Linked DNA regions of Pan troglodytes: region 2 is linked to region 1. The links are chromatin contacts, called in public Hi-C maps. All regions are on one chromosome and are shown on one strand. The core of a region is the stretch at or near the end of the contact, and the rest is flanking DNA. Distances in the headings are between cores, read along the strand shown.

Evidence for each region. Hi-C and Micro-C count contacts between places; a contact is called where the count stands out from the background.
Region 2: a contact with region 1 is called in a Hi-C map of induced pluripotent stem cells, with 2.7 times the contacts expected there. The contact joins two enhancer-like sites. A contact is called at or near these places in 2 of 7 Hi-C or Micro-C datasets (induced pluripotent stem cells and stem cell-derived neural progenitor cells).

Annotation. Positions count from the first base shown.
Region 1 is chr21:60,044,560-60,052,021 of NHGRI_mPanTro3-v2.0_pri, reverse strand. No RefSeq gene overlaps it. Among named protein-coding and RNA genes, the nearest start is that of ZNF217, 140 kb to the right of the region's middle. Within about 2 kb of position 4,446, at least 6 of the 24 cell types and tissues checked have an H3K27ac peak or open chromatin away from gene starts, as enhancers often do. A contact at or near this core is called in induced pluripotent stem cells, where this site is marked.
Region 2 is chr21:60,220,991-60,228,452 of NHGRI_mPanTro3-v2.0_pri, reverse strand. No RefSeq gene overlaps it. Among named protein-coding and RNA genes, the nearest start is that of BCAS1, 140 kb to the left of the region's middle. Within about 2 kb of position 4,007, at least 2 of the 24 cell types and tissues checked have an H3K27ac peak or open chromatin away from gene starts, as enhancers often do. A contact at or near this core is called in induced pluripotent stem cells, where this site is marked.

The sequences.
Region 1 (7,462 bases), core at 3,197-5,696:
GAGACAGAGTCTCGCTCTTTTGCCCACGCTGGAGTGCAATGGTGCCATCTCAGCTCACTTCAATCTCTGCCTCCCAGGTTCAAGCAATTCTCCATCTCAGCCTCCTGAATTGCTGGAATTATAGGTGCCCGCCACCATGCCCGGCTAATTTTTTTTGTATTTTTAGTACAGATGGAGTTTCACCACGTTGGCCAGGCTGGTCTTGAACTCCTGACCTTGTGATCTGCCCACCTCGGCCTCCCAAAGTGCTGGGATTACAGGCGTGAGCCACCATGCCCGGCTGATAATCACATTTTTTTAAAAAAACAAAACCATTAGGTGGAGAGCAATACACAAAGGATAGTGAAGCTGGAAGGGAGAAGGAGTTTGGGTCCTTGATAACTTAGCCCTGCAAGCTAAGACTACATATTACAAGGAAAAAATAAATAAAATCCTATTTAATAACCCACCATTTGGTAGTTTTTGCTACAGGCAGCCAAGGCAATCTAACCCGTAGGGAGGCACCCAGGAGTATGTGCTACATAGAGGGGCCTGGGTGTCCTACCTCAGCAAAGCTGAAAGTGACCTTTGCTAATCCAGCCAGCTCTCCAGGACTCAGGGGGAAAACTCATTCACCATATAGAAAGGTATACAGTGGAGATGCATCACCTAAGCATTTAACTCACCAAATAAGCAGCGGGAGAGAGAAATCCTTTTATGGACTGTCATCAACTTTCCACGTTCAAACTAGATCTTGGCCTTTGATGCACGCGGAAAAAGCAAAGCCAAGCCAAATGCTAAGAGAAGCAGGAAAATTCCTCCTTGGCTTTTGGGCGTCCAAGAACTTCAGTCCCAGTAATTTAAGCAATTAAAGATGCCAATTGATCTTCTGCCCTGGAGCTTCTTCCTAGTGACAGACACTGATGTACAAGTCTGCAGCAAAACTTTACACTCATCTAGTGGTAGAAGCAAAAATACTGCATCCTCAAAGAAGGCAGGAGAAACAACACAGGCCAACAAATTACTGTGTGTCTACTGAGTATAGTTTCCTGTGGGGTTAAACTTAGGAATTTAAGAGAATCTGAAAATGACAATATTGCCTTTAGGTTTATATTCCATTTAATAATAATAATCAATTAACTAAGCTAGCTGGCATTTTTTGAGCACTTATTATTTGCCATTAATGGTGCCACACATTTCACATGGATCTTTCTTATGTAAGCCTCACAAGCCCACGAAGGAGAAACTGTTATTATCCCATTTTACAGATGAGAAAGCTAATGCAGAGCATAGCTAAGAAATGTGTCCAGGCCAGGAACGGTGGCTCACGCCTGTAATCTCAACACTTTGGGAGGCAAAGACGGGCAGATCCCTTGAGCCCAGTTTGAGACCAGCCTGGGCAACATGGTAAAACCCTGTCTCTACAAAAAAATATAAAAATTATTCGTGTGTGGTGGCATATGCCTGTGGTCCCAGCTGCTTGGGAGGCTAAGGTGGGAGGATGATTTGAGCACAGGAGGTTGAGGCTGTAGTGAGCCATGATTGTGCCACTGCACTCCAGCCTGGGTGACAGAGCAAGACCCTGGTCTCAAAAAAAGAAATGTGGCTGAGTGCGGTGGCTCATGCCTGTAATTCCAGCACTTTGGGAGGCCGAGGTTGGTGGATGTCTTGAGGTCAGGAGTTCGAGACCAGCCTGGCCAACATGGAGAAACCTCATCTCTACTAAAAATACAAAATAGCCGGGCGTGGTGGCGTGCACCTGTAATTCCAGCTGAGGCAGGAGAATCACTTGAACCCAGGAGGCGGAGGTTGTAGTGAGCCAAGATCACACCACTGCATTCCAGCCTGGGCGACAGAGTGAGACTCTGTCTCAAAAAAAAAAAAAAAAGAAAAGAAAAGAAAAGAAAAGAAATGTGTCCACAGTCACACGACTTTAAATGGCAATTCTTCATTGCACATGTGGGGCATGTGACTTCCCACTGGCATATTAACATCACATAGAATATCTGTAAGCCCATTTAGACTCAAGTGAGGCATTCTGAAAGCAATTCCCAAGTTTAGTGGTATCCACTCTGTTTATTTCAATACGTGGCTCTCAAGACCATAATTAGAGAAAGATAGTTTATTAAGGACATAGCTTAATGGTACAGTTTATTCAAGCACCAGCATCTTTCCATGCTAAAAACTGAGTGAAGACATAATCCATTGCTAAAAAAAACCCTGGTGCCTTTTCTGGGATATGTAGTCCATGGTATTTCTTAATGAGTCTCCAATGGCTACTCTGCCCCCCCATAAACTCCCATGAAGGAGTTTATGACCCAGTCCAAAAACTCTGGCCTGGTTCTATCACATGCTTAATTTTGCCTTCTTGGTGCTTCCTGTGTACCAAGTACTTCATATACAATTCAACCTTTAATCCTCATCACAAGCCTTTGTGTGAGTTCAGCAGCATCATGCCAGTTTTTTAGATGGAGATACAGAGACTCAAAGACATTGAGGATCCTCCCCAAAGTCTCACAACTAGTGTGTGTGGGAGCCACAGCATCACCACAAACAGGAAGTATGGCCCCACACCAGGGCTCCCAGCCAACAGAAAGGAGTCCATTGCATTTTAGCCCTGCCTCCGCTTGCCACGCAGAGCTCTTGAAGATCCCCTTCAACGCCATCAACCCAAAAAGGCAGCTCCTGCCCTGGGCTGCAGAGGGAGATCCTCTTTTTCTAATTAGCACAGAGTTCTCAAATGGGTTTGTGTTGGTGGAAGCCAGCTTAAAATGGAATGAATCCATGCCTAAAGGTATGTTTGCATGTATCACCAAGGCAAGGATGGCGACTGAGTTTTTCTTCCTTACCAGACTTCAATAAGTTTCTTCACCCCTCTATGCCTCAGTTTTCCCAACTATAAGGTGAGGATAATAACAGCATCTACCTCATAGGGCTGATGTGAGCACTAAATGAATTAATACTTGTAAAGCAATGTAAAGCACCTAAAATAGTGCCTGACATATATGTGAGCTGTGATTATTATTATTATTGTTATTTTTACATCACTTTTGCACATGCTAGAAACCCATTATTTGCTACACACAGACACACACACACAGACACACACACGCACACACACACACACACACAGAGAAACAGAATTCCTAATTTGCATGTTTTGCATTTGGCCCAGGTTACTTTTATTTGTTTTTCCTTAAGCAAAGACCAACAGATCATCAAAAGGCATATCTAGATTCTGCCTTTTGAATTACTGTTGTAATGAAAAGGGACTCAACATTTAGATCAAAGTCCATATTTAAGACAATGTAGCCTAAAAGTTAAGCAGGGTGGGGCGGGGGGGCGGGGGGAATAAGAACCAATCCCATTCTTTTGTTTCCTGCTGTGCTGTGTCATAGTTGTTTTCCATTCTCTGATTCAGGTTTCTTTCTGTAAATGAAGGGCACACCCCTGGAATAAACGGAGCCTACGATTGTCTAGAATTATTATCTGTGTCTGCAGAATCACATTGCCACCCACTCGCAGGGATCTAGTACGGTTCTCTAAGACCAACAGCTGCACAACCTGCTCAGGTAATAAACAAAGCAAAAATAGTCAAGTTCCTGGCAAGACTTACAAATGCTTCTGGCACGTACCTGATGACAAAGGCAAAATGAATCCCTTCCCAAAAGTCTTAAGTAAGGATTTGGGGTGAATTGTGCTTAAGTAAGCCTCCTCTCTGGATATTTTATTGAGCTTATCGAGATTTTTTCCATAACTTTTAGTACAAGATGAATCCTGGAGGAGATGCTTGAATACAACCTGCTAGGAACTATACTTGCCTTCACTGAAAGGTTGAGTAAAACAGACTAGGAATCCTAAACTCTCTGACCAATTGTTTACATGCATGAGTTAGCCTTTTATGCATTTTCTCCCGCGTCTATAACACGAAGATTGTTTACTCTGACAACCTCCCAGGTTGCTAAGAGAATCGAATAAGAAATAATATGATCATAGTGCTTTGAAAAGGACAGTAACAAAACCTAACGTTTCGATCAAGCTTTCAAAGGACCTTTTCTTTATTTTATTTGATATATAGAAACAAAATGTTTTTTGTTTGAGCCTCATTTAATATGGACATATTCTAAAAGGTGATGGCACACAGACTGTTTCTAACACAATCCTGTAGCCTGAAAGCCCCAGGGACACTGACGAATTTTGCCAACAAGAAGACTATCTTATAAAGTTAAAAATCCCAAACTTAAGAAAATCATTTCCCCCTTGACAAGTCTTAATCAAAATCTGCCCATGCTGGTCATTTATTCTTTCAGCACATGTGATTGAGATTCCAGTAATTAAGTACGCTCTTCTCCTAAGAAAAGCCTGTTTCAGGTTCATAACCAGGAAAGCTTCTCAACCGGAGGTGTTGCCGGCAGCCACCATTTGTTGAATTACTGGTGTCCCTGCAAGTGGAGATGAGGCAGAAGGGGGGCGCCTGTTCCCAGCTTTACCTACCATCACCACCTTCCTTGGGCTCCTCTTTCTCTTCCTATTTTCTACTTAACCCAATTTATAAGGAATAAGTTAAACAAAAGTAACAAGCAAGTAGTGAAACTTCACTTAAAACAATCTAAAAGCCAGGATGCAACCTGATTGTTTTACAATAGATTAACCAAAGACCCCAATTTTTTTGCACACAGTCTCAAGCATCCTCAAGGGCCTAGTGCATCTCTCTTAGGCTCTGGAAGAGGCTGGTTTTTAAACAGGATTGTTTTTCTTTAATATTTAAAGATATTGTTTTATGCCTTCATCTAGTATGATGTGTATTTTAAAGAATAGAATGTAAACAACATTAGTCATTTGGATGTTTCCTATGCTTTAAATACACACACACACATACACACACACACACACACACACCACCACAGCAGTAAGCTGAAAGAAGAGCTAATAACTTTAATAAAAGTTAAATAAAAGAAGAGTTAATAACTTTAAACAGAGGTCGAGAGAAAGCATCAAACATTTATTTTTTGTTCAACAGGGAAATTTCAATACTGCTTTATGGAGTCTACCTCGTTCCGGGCGGGGTAGAATTCCAGATTGGCTTCCAAACATGATTTCACGAGGAATGCCTCGAACCAGGAAGTTCTTTCATGTTCTGAAGCCTCCTGATTCTTAGAAATTAAAGGGCTTTCTGTTTATTATGTAGTTGTTTGCTTGGGTGTTTGCTTTTGCCAGTTGACTTTATTTATTTTTATTTTAGATTACAGAAGTAAAGGAAAAACACTGTAGTATATATGACTGAAAATAGAACCTCACCCTTCTCTCCCTCTGACATGGCTTTCCCCACCCCCACCCCATTTTTTATTTACTTCCTGTGTTAATGGTAAGAGAGTATTCTTCTCGTCCTTTTTAAAATATTTTTACACATCTAAACATACACACACGTGCAAATACATGTCCTTTTTTTAAACGTAGAGGAAATCATACAGTATTCACCTTTCTACAACTGTGTTTCAATCAACAATATTGCTTGATGGTCTGTCCTTGGCCAAACCTATAGCCTATCTTTTTCCTGAGGCTTTTTTGAAGACTTTTGCTCACTTAAAACCACGTTGATTTTCCACTGCCTTCTAGAGGCAACCTCACCTCCTCTCAAGGAAGCTTTCAAGCACGCAAAGCAGGCTCACTTCCTCTCTTGGCTGGAGGAAATTAGGCCTTCACACTTTCAGAAATAGCATCACTGTACCCCATTGCCTTATTCTGGTCTAAGTACCCAACAGACAAATTATCCTTTTCCTGTTAGCTGTGACTTTGAGTTTTCAGGACCGGAGCAGTTCCTAAAGTCAGAGAGAGAGAACGGTAATCATTTTTTACAGGGAGTGTGTCTTGATGGAGACAGAGGTTTAACCAGTGACAAACTGCTCAGCACAGCCCTGCCTGGCTGGAAAAGCATCTGTTTTCACTTCCTCGCCTGGTTACTAGTGGGTTCTGTCGCCTCATTCATAAAGATGAGATCGCTGAAACAATAGGCAGCCACAAAGCTCCAGGAAATATAACAGCATGCAGCTCCTCTCCAAGGTGTGAGTCTGTGTGTGTGTGGTGTGTGTCCGTGCATGTTTCGCACGCACACTTACAGCTGCAGCACGGGGCTTAGAAAGATGTTCTGCCAGAGAAAGATAGGAATCTCCCTAGCAGCAGGCAAAACAGCCCAGGAATTGGAACAAGGCCCAGTCAGCCTCCTTTACTCTTTCGTTCATGCAGTTAATAAGCATCAGTCTACCTCTCTTAAGAGAGCCTAGTGGTTAGAGACTCAACTCAGAACTCCGATCCCTGGATTCCAGTCCAGGCACTGACACTCACCGGCGCTGGTATTTAGTGTCTCTATTCCTCAGCTTTAAAATGACGTAAAATATACATCCAAATTTATTATCCAAACCCTTATAGCCCAATACACTTTGGAATTCTACACTTTTTGTATTTTAGAAATGTGATGCGGTGCCTATATCTGATATTACATTGCACCTCCAGCGGGGTGGGGGCAGCACTCCCTGTGCCATCTGATACATCAATATATCCACAAAGAAACATACAAAGATCTGGCCAGGCGCACTGGCTCACGCCTGTAAGCCCAGCACTTTGGGAGGCCAAGGCGGGCAGATCACAAGATCAGGAGTTCGAGACCAGCCTGGCCAACATGGTGAAGCCCCATCTCTATTAAAAATGCAAAAATTAGCTGGGTGTGGTGGTGGGTGCCTATAATCCCAGCTACTTGGGAGGCTGAGGCAGGAGAATCGCTTGAATCCAGGAGGCAGAGGTTGCAGTGAGCTGAGATCGTGCCATTGCACTCGAGCCTGGGTGACAAGAGCAAGACTCCCTCTCAAAGAAAAAAAAAAAAGAAAGAAACATACAAAGGTCGCATTAAATGTGAGAAATACAGGCCGTGCTGGGATTACAGGCATGAAATATTTCTCACATTAAACATGGCGAAACCCCGTCTCTACTAAAAATATAAAAATTAGCCAGGTGTGGTGACGGCTGCCTATAATCCCAGCTACTCGAGAGGCTGAGGCAGGAGAATTGTTTGAACCCGGGAGGTGGAGGCTATAGTGAGCTGAGATCGCACCACTGTACTCCAGCCTGGGTGACAGCGCAAGACTCTATCTCAAAAAAATAAAAATAAATAAAGATTATTAGTAGACGTAGAGAGCCGAAGAGAGTCTCCCTGCTACTCCCAAAATTCATGTCTGCCCAGAACCTCAGAATGGTACCTTCTTGGACATAGGATTTTTGCAGATGTAATTGAGTAAGATGATATCATACAGGATTTGGGTGACCCTAAATCCCTCAGGAGGACTGGAAATCAATTTTTGACATTTTCAGTTTCTGTGGTGAAAAACCAATACTGCTTCCTACCAAGAATAACAGGGGAGAAACTCCCCAAGTTTAACAAGCAGGTTCAGATGGGAGACCAAGGATAAGTGCCCCCTACAGTTGATAAAGA
Region 2 (7,462 bases), core at 2,758-5,257, 180 kb before region 1:
GCCCTGAAGATGCTTAGATAAAAAAAGCTAACATTGAACCTCACTATATGCCAGGTATTGTGTGTCACATGACTTAACCTTGTTCACTGCTTATTTGGCAGCTGAGGAAACTAAGGCTCACAGAGAAAAAAACAACTTTGCCCAAGAACACACATGGCAGAGCCAAGGTTGAAATCCAACCTAAGTACATGAAAGCTTGCTTTCATGTCTGTGGGAGAGACAGGCAGGCAAAAAGATAATAATAATACAATGTAAGAGAAGCAAATGCAGGGTGTCATGGGACTCAGGGGAAGGCACTGGCGCAAGACCACAGTGGGTGGAGGTTGGCCACTTTGGGGAGGTGACAGTTGAGTTAACTCACACAGAATGAATAAGTGTTGGACAAAAGGGTTCCCAGAAGAACAGCAAGTGCAAGAGCCCAGGGTCCACAGAGAGAATGGCAGGTACCTTAGCATGGCTGAAGTGAGACTGTGAGGAGAACGGATAAGAGGATGGAAGCTGGGGAGGTGGCACAGATGGATCTCAAGGACTTGGAGTAAAGAGTCCATAGTAACGAGTTTAAATTGTCTCTTGACGGCAATGGGGAGCCATGGAAGATATTTGAGCTGGAGGGTAACATAGATTTATATTTTGGCTGCAGGTAGGATCTAATACAAAAGCAATTCAACTAATATTCACTGAGTGACCTGAGTTATCTGTGAGATATTTATTATAAGGTGTTAAACTTCTTTGAAGATTGTAAGAAAGAGATAAAACCTCTAAATGGTTTTGACCCTTCAAAGGACACTTAAATGGTTATTTCTAAGTGTCATAAACATGGACTTGGGATTTGGCCTCATCATTCACCCAGATGATTCACACCCATGATCCCAGGCTGTGAGGTCTTGAGCAAATTACTTCTTCTCAGAGCCTTAGTTTGTTCCTCTGTGGAATGGGAATGCTAACAGCACTTACCTCGGAAAGTTGCTGAGAATAAACGAGACCGTGCATTTAGAGCATGTAGGCACCGTGTCTGGCAGGTAATGAGTGCTCAGTCAGCTTATTGATGAGGATGCAGATGACCTCAGCCTGAGATAGAACAGATGTGTTCTCTTTCACGGACTGAAGGCCACCCAGACTTTGCGACATCCTTAAACTTTGCCCCAGTTTCTCTTCATCCTCATGAGCAGTTGGCTGGCTGGCTTATCTAGAAAAAAGAAAGGAGGGAGGAGAAAAAGCAAAGAAAAATGTTCATTTTCCCTGCTGTTCACCCCATTCTAAAGTAAGGCAGAATTTCTGGAGAGGGGGCTCAGGTCCACCCTTGGCTATCCTTGGTTGTACAGTTGCATCTACTTATAACGGTGGCCAAGTCGCCATGGCAGTAGGTGCTGTGGCTGCCCTGCCCCATCGTCTTCAGACTACCCAAGTTTACCTGCAGCACTGACAGCTTCCCACCCCAAAACTCCTCGTTCTTTGCTTTTTTCCTCTCGGTGGCTTTCTCCAGGGGCTGTAGGAGCTTGTTTAGCCCACCTGCATGGCATTTTGAAAATACCTGAAATTTTATGCCCCGAAGGACAATTCTCAATCAGTGAAAGATGGGAGAGGAAAGGTAAACACCTCAGCTGCCCCATCTCTCAGTGGGACAATGTTGAGGGGTCGTCTTTGTGTTCTCTCAAGGGTCTTCAGCAAGACCGAGCCACCCGTCACCCACAGCAGTAACATACTCATGAGCACGCCCCCCCACCCCACCTTTTGTGCTTCCTGGAATCACTTCCCAAATAAACTACTTGCACCTAAGTTTTTGTCTCAGGGTCTGTGTCTTAGGTTAAAAACCTCTGTGTCGGCCAGGCGCGGTGGCTCACGCCTGTAATCCCAGCACTTCGGGAGGCCAAGGCGGGTGGATCACCTGAGATCAGGAGTTCTAGACCAGCCTGGCCAACATGGTAAAACCCCATCTCTACTAAAAATACAAAAATTAGCCGGGTGTGGTGGCAGACGCCTGTAATCCCAGCTACTCGGGGGGCTGAGGAAGGAGAATCCCATCTCTACTAAAAATACAAAAATTAGCTGGGTGTGGTGGCAGACGCCTGTAATCCCAGCTACTCGGGGGGCTGAGGCAGGAGAATCCCTTGAACCCGGGAGGCAGAGGTTGCCATGAACCGAGATCACACCATCACGCTCCAGCCTGGGGGACAAGAGCGAGACTTTGTTCCAAAAAAAAAAAAAGAAAAATCTGTGATCTGTGTCTTAGGGTTTTCTCGGGAACCTCTATCCCATGACAAGGAGCTGAATAGAAGGACATTAATATGGGTGCTAGTTTTAAAGGTACTGGAAGAGTTGAAAAGACAACCATGGGGCCGTGAGGCCCACCCGGAGATTAGAAATAGAACATGGCACATGTATACATATGTAACTAACCTGCACGTTGTGCACATGTACCCTAAAACTTAAAGTATAATTTAAAAAAAAAGGAAATAAAGAAATAGAAATAGGCTACAAAAAGAACCACCACTAGAGACACACAGCCAAAGGGAAGAGGTGATGCTGCTGGAGCCAGGGAACCCGGCACCCTGTGGGAAATAGAACCCCATGTGGATGGGGGTGAGGCTGCTTGAGGGTAGCTGGAACCCAGTGGAGGCTTCTGCAAGCAGTACCTTTTTGTTGACTGGAGGGAGGAGGCAGGAAAAATATGTGTCAGTGCCGCCCACTGGCTGAACTTAACCAGAAGCCAGTTGGTAATGGAACCTGGGAAATGCAGTTTGAAGAGAAGCTTGGAAAAATGATCTGAGAGTAAACATACAAATACTAGCACAGTTGGTGGCTTTAAGAGGAGAAAAAAGGGAAGGGAAGGGGAGGGGAGGGGAGAGGAGGAGAAGGGAGGGAAGGGAAGGGAAGGGAAGGGGCAACCTTGATTAGTGTCCCACCCCCTTCCCTGGCTCTAAATAAATGAACATGTATGCTATGGTCATGCTGACATCCTTGTCTCCTCCTTTATCTTCAGAAGAGAGCAGTAGCTATGAACACAGGCTCTGGGTCCAAACGGCCTTGGTTGCAATCCCAGTCGTGCTACTTGCTAGCCACGTGGCTTTGAGCAGTTTCCTTAACTTCTTCCAGCTTCACTTTCACATCCATAAAGTGGAGACACTAGCAGAATCCACCTCACTGAGCTGCTGTGGGGATTTCATGATGTATTCCATGCAAAGCACAAAATGAGTGTCCAAGAAATGTTCATGCTTATGGAAACAGACTGTTCTTTGAGTTTCAATCAGCTTATTCAAGTTCCTGCTAAAACATGTTTCTTCTCCTCTTTACCACTCACACCTCCAACTTCAATGTCTAGAATCTACCCCTTGTCTCTACTTCACAGTCTTTAAAGTAAATAAATAAATAAATCTTTCTATTTTCATAGAGGTTCTGTGAGAACTGAGGAGAAACAGCCTTTCTCCTCCCCTCTGGGCTCACAACCCTCTCTCTGCATCCCCTGCCCCCTCCCTATCTTTGCTGGCCAGTTGTTCACAAGTAGCTTAACAGTTTTGAGAATACAAAAACAGGAAATTATGCCCCAGCCCTAAGACTAAAAAACTCATGTGCAAATCCTTCAGTGGACAGATTTCTTCAGCTTTCAAAAACTAAGGCCTTAAAAAATCAGGTCCCATGGCCAAGTTTTCTGGATTTGCTTAATCATTTCCTTTGCAAATTTATAACCTCTTTAACCATGAAGAGAGATGGTGAGAAAGGGGGAGGCGGGAGTTGAAAATGTTTTAAGTCAACCGCAAGACAGGACAGGAAATTCTGGAGGGGTGTGCATTTCTCTTTAATCCCTTAGTGGCAGAGAGGCCTAAGATAGCAGCTCTGGAAAACTATTTATTGTCCCAGAAATGACCGTTCTGGGATATTGTTTTGCTGTTGATATTGACCCAGAGGAAAATGTGGCAGCCTTCTTCATTCAGTGGCTTAACAGAGAACAGAAGAGCAGGGAAGGCTCTGAGACACCCCGGTCTGATCCTTTACTTGACTCATGCAACAGACACTTATTGAGTGGCTGCCCTGCCCTCCAATGGATAGAGAGGACTGAGACAGCCTCCCAAAGAGGTGAAATAACTTCCTCGCTTTTTCAATGCCATTTGAAAAGTTAAGGAATCTACTGGGGGCTGTCTACTAGAAGAACCTAAAATAGGTGATCCAAAGCTGTTTTATTATTAAAATTCCTGAAAGACAAAAAGAAGTGACTTTTTTTTTTTTTTTTTTTTTTTTTTTTGCCCTTCCTTCTCACTTTCTGAGTTTTTCTTGGCTAATCGGAGTTATGTACTTTTTTTAACCTTTAAGGTAAGTTCCTGTCTTTAGCAGTGGTTTTTATTTGAAGCCAGGGCCCAACCCACTTATGTTGATCCAGCAAATGAAATGGAATGGAACAGAATGGAATAGAATAGAATACAATAGAAAGCTCATGGTGCATCACGGGTAATATGGTTAACATCCATTAGTGGAAGGTTTGTTTTGATTACTAATGTATGTGTATAGACTCAAAATGTATTTCTTATTATGATTTGTAATAAGAAAACTTTAAAAGCCTCTGATCTTTAATATAGTTCAGCAGTGAAAGGTGTGGGATCTAGAGTCTACTGGCATGAGTTTGAATGTCAGCCTGTCACTCTGACCGGCTGTTTGATGTTGGACAAGCTGATTATCCTCTCTGAACCTCACTTACTTAAGGGAAATACAACACAATAAAGACAGATATAAAGTGAATATTGGATATCACCGTGTCTGAATTTCTGGGGTCATTTATCTTCAGAAAATGCCATCCTGCCCCCTATATCTTTCCTTTGGCCCAGTGTTCTGCCAATTGTCTAAGGTCTGCTCACCTTAGGTAAAGCTACTTCCTCTATCTTAACCTCTCTTGATTTGATCCCCCTTCATTCCCTCTACCTCCGCTTGCTATCTCTAACATCATCTGTGGAAAACCAAAGCCATTTAATATGTGAAATTTCTCTTGGGAAAAATGGCTACATAGTTGCAGACCATCTTACCTACTGAGTACAAACATAAAAGCTAGACAAATACCTTGAAGGCATCCTAAAAGAGAGATGCAGTGCTCCACTTCAATTGAAAGCAACAATAAGACTGACAGCTGATTCAGCAGAACTAATCAAAGTCTGAGGACAAACTCCTTAAAAAAAAAAAAAAAAAGATAAGATGGAAAAGAAAAAGAAAGAAAAGAAGAAAGAAAAACAAAAGGGGTTGAAAAAAAACCCTGCCAACCTATAGTTCTACACCCAGTAAGAAATAGCTATCAAAACTGAAGATTGCTATGTTTTCAGATAAACAAAAACTAAATTCTATATTACCAGCAGGTCCTTACTAAAAGAACTACTAAAAGATACCCTTTAAGAAAAAAATAAAATGATCTCAGACGGAAGAATAAAAACATAGGAAAGAATTAAAAGCAACAGAAGGATAAATGTGTCGGTAAATCTAAACGAATACCAACTCTATTAAAAGATCATAATAATGTCTTCTGGGATTTAAAAAATATATAGAAGGCCAAGTGTGGTGGCTCACACCTGTAATTCCAGCACTTTGGGAGGCCAAAGTGGGTGGATCACTTCAGGTCAGGAGTTTGAGACCAGCCTGGCCAACATGGTGAAACCCCATTTCTACTAAAAATACAAAAATTAGGCAGGCATGGTGGTGCATGCCTGTAATCCCAGCTGCTCGGGAGGCTGAGGCAGGAGAATCACTTGAACCCGGGAGGCAGAGGTTGCAGCAAGCCAAGATTGTGCCACTGCACTCCAGCCTGGGCGACAGAGCAAGCCTCCATCTCAAAAAGAAAGAAAACATAAAATAAAATAAAATATATGTAGAGTTCAAATACATGGTAGCAATAACACAAAAGGTAGTCAAGAAAAAAACGGTACTAAACATGTTCCAAATTCTTTTATTGCCTGAGAGCTAGCAAATGTACTAATTTTATTAGACTCTGATAAGTCAGGAATTATCATTGTAATCTATAAGGTAATAAAAAATATAGAAAAAACAAGCTAATAGGAGAAGCACAATGATTGAAAAAAGACCTCATTAATTTAAAAGGTCAGAAAGGAGAAAAGGGGAAACTCGTAAAAGTTGAAACTAATTAAAATAGTAATATATTAATATTGTGATAGTACTATACTAATAATTACTTTAAGTGTAAATAGACTAAATACTCCAACTAAAAGACAGATTTTATGCTAAATTAAAAAAAAAAACAAATATAATCTTCTTACAAGAGATAAGACCTAATATAAGCACACAGAAAAGATGAAAATAAAGATAGAAACAGATATTTCATGAACATACTAATCAAAAGAAAGCTAGTGTAGCTATTCTAGTATCAGATGAAATACACTTTAAGAAAAGAAACAATATAAAAGGTAAAGAGGATTATCTTATAATAACAAAAAGGGTCAATCCTACAAGAAAAAGCAATTCTAAATCTACAGTACCTGCTAGAATAGTTTCAATATACATAAAGCAGAAACTGCCAGATCTAAAAGGAGAAATAAATCCACAATTATAGAAGTAGGCTTTAACCTATTTCTATCAGCAACTGATAAACAAAAAGATAATTTAAGTCAGTAAGAATGGAGAAATTTTGACCAGCACTATTTACACACTCAGCCTAACTGACATTTGTAGAACAAACCAACCAATAACTGCACACTACCTCTTCTTTTTCTAAGTGCACACGGAACATTTAACAAAAGTTGTCACATGCTGGACTATGGAGTAGGTCTCAACAAACTTCAAATGCTAAAAACACACAATATGTTCTCTGACTACAGTGGAATTAGCTAGAAACCAATAACTAAGGATAAGAAAATGTCTAAATAATTGAAAATGAAGCAAAGCAATCCAAATAGCTCATGATTTAAGAGAAATCACAGTAGAAATTAGAAAATATTTATTTGACATATCAAAATGTAGGATTCAGCTAAAGCTGTGCTTATAGGGAAATGTTTATCTTTAAATACACATATTAGCTAACAAGAGAGGAAGAAAATCAATGACCTAAGCACACACTTTAGAAAATTAGAAAAATAAAAGCAATCAAACCTAGAAAAATTAGAAACAAGGAGATAATAAAGAGAAGACAGTTATGAAAAGAAAATAAATGTACAACAAAACATCTCTTTGCAGAGATGCAACACCTCTTATTGATAGATTAACAGACCTACCATTCATTTGTTCATCCATCCTTGCATTTGTTCATTCATTGAATAAATATTTACTAAGAATCTATGCTGTGGATAAGGCACTGTTCTAATTTCTTAGAATAAAGAAGTGAACAAAACAAAGTTCTTCCCTTCAAGGAGCTTATATTTTGGTACAGGAAACAGGCAATAAACAAACAACTAGTGATAAGATGTCAAAAACTGGAATATGCTATTAGTAAATGAAAAAGTGGAGTAATACAGAGAAAAGGGCATGTGAATTTAGTTGG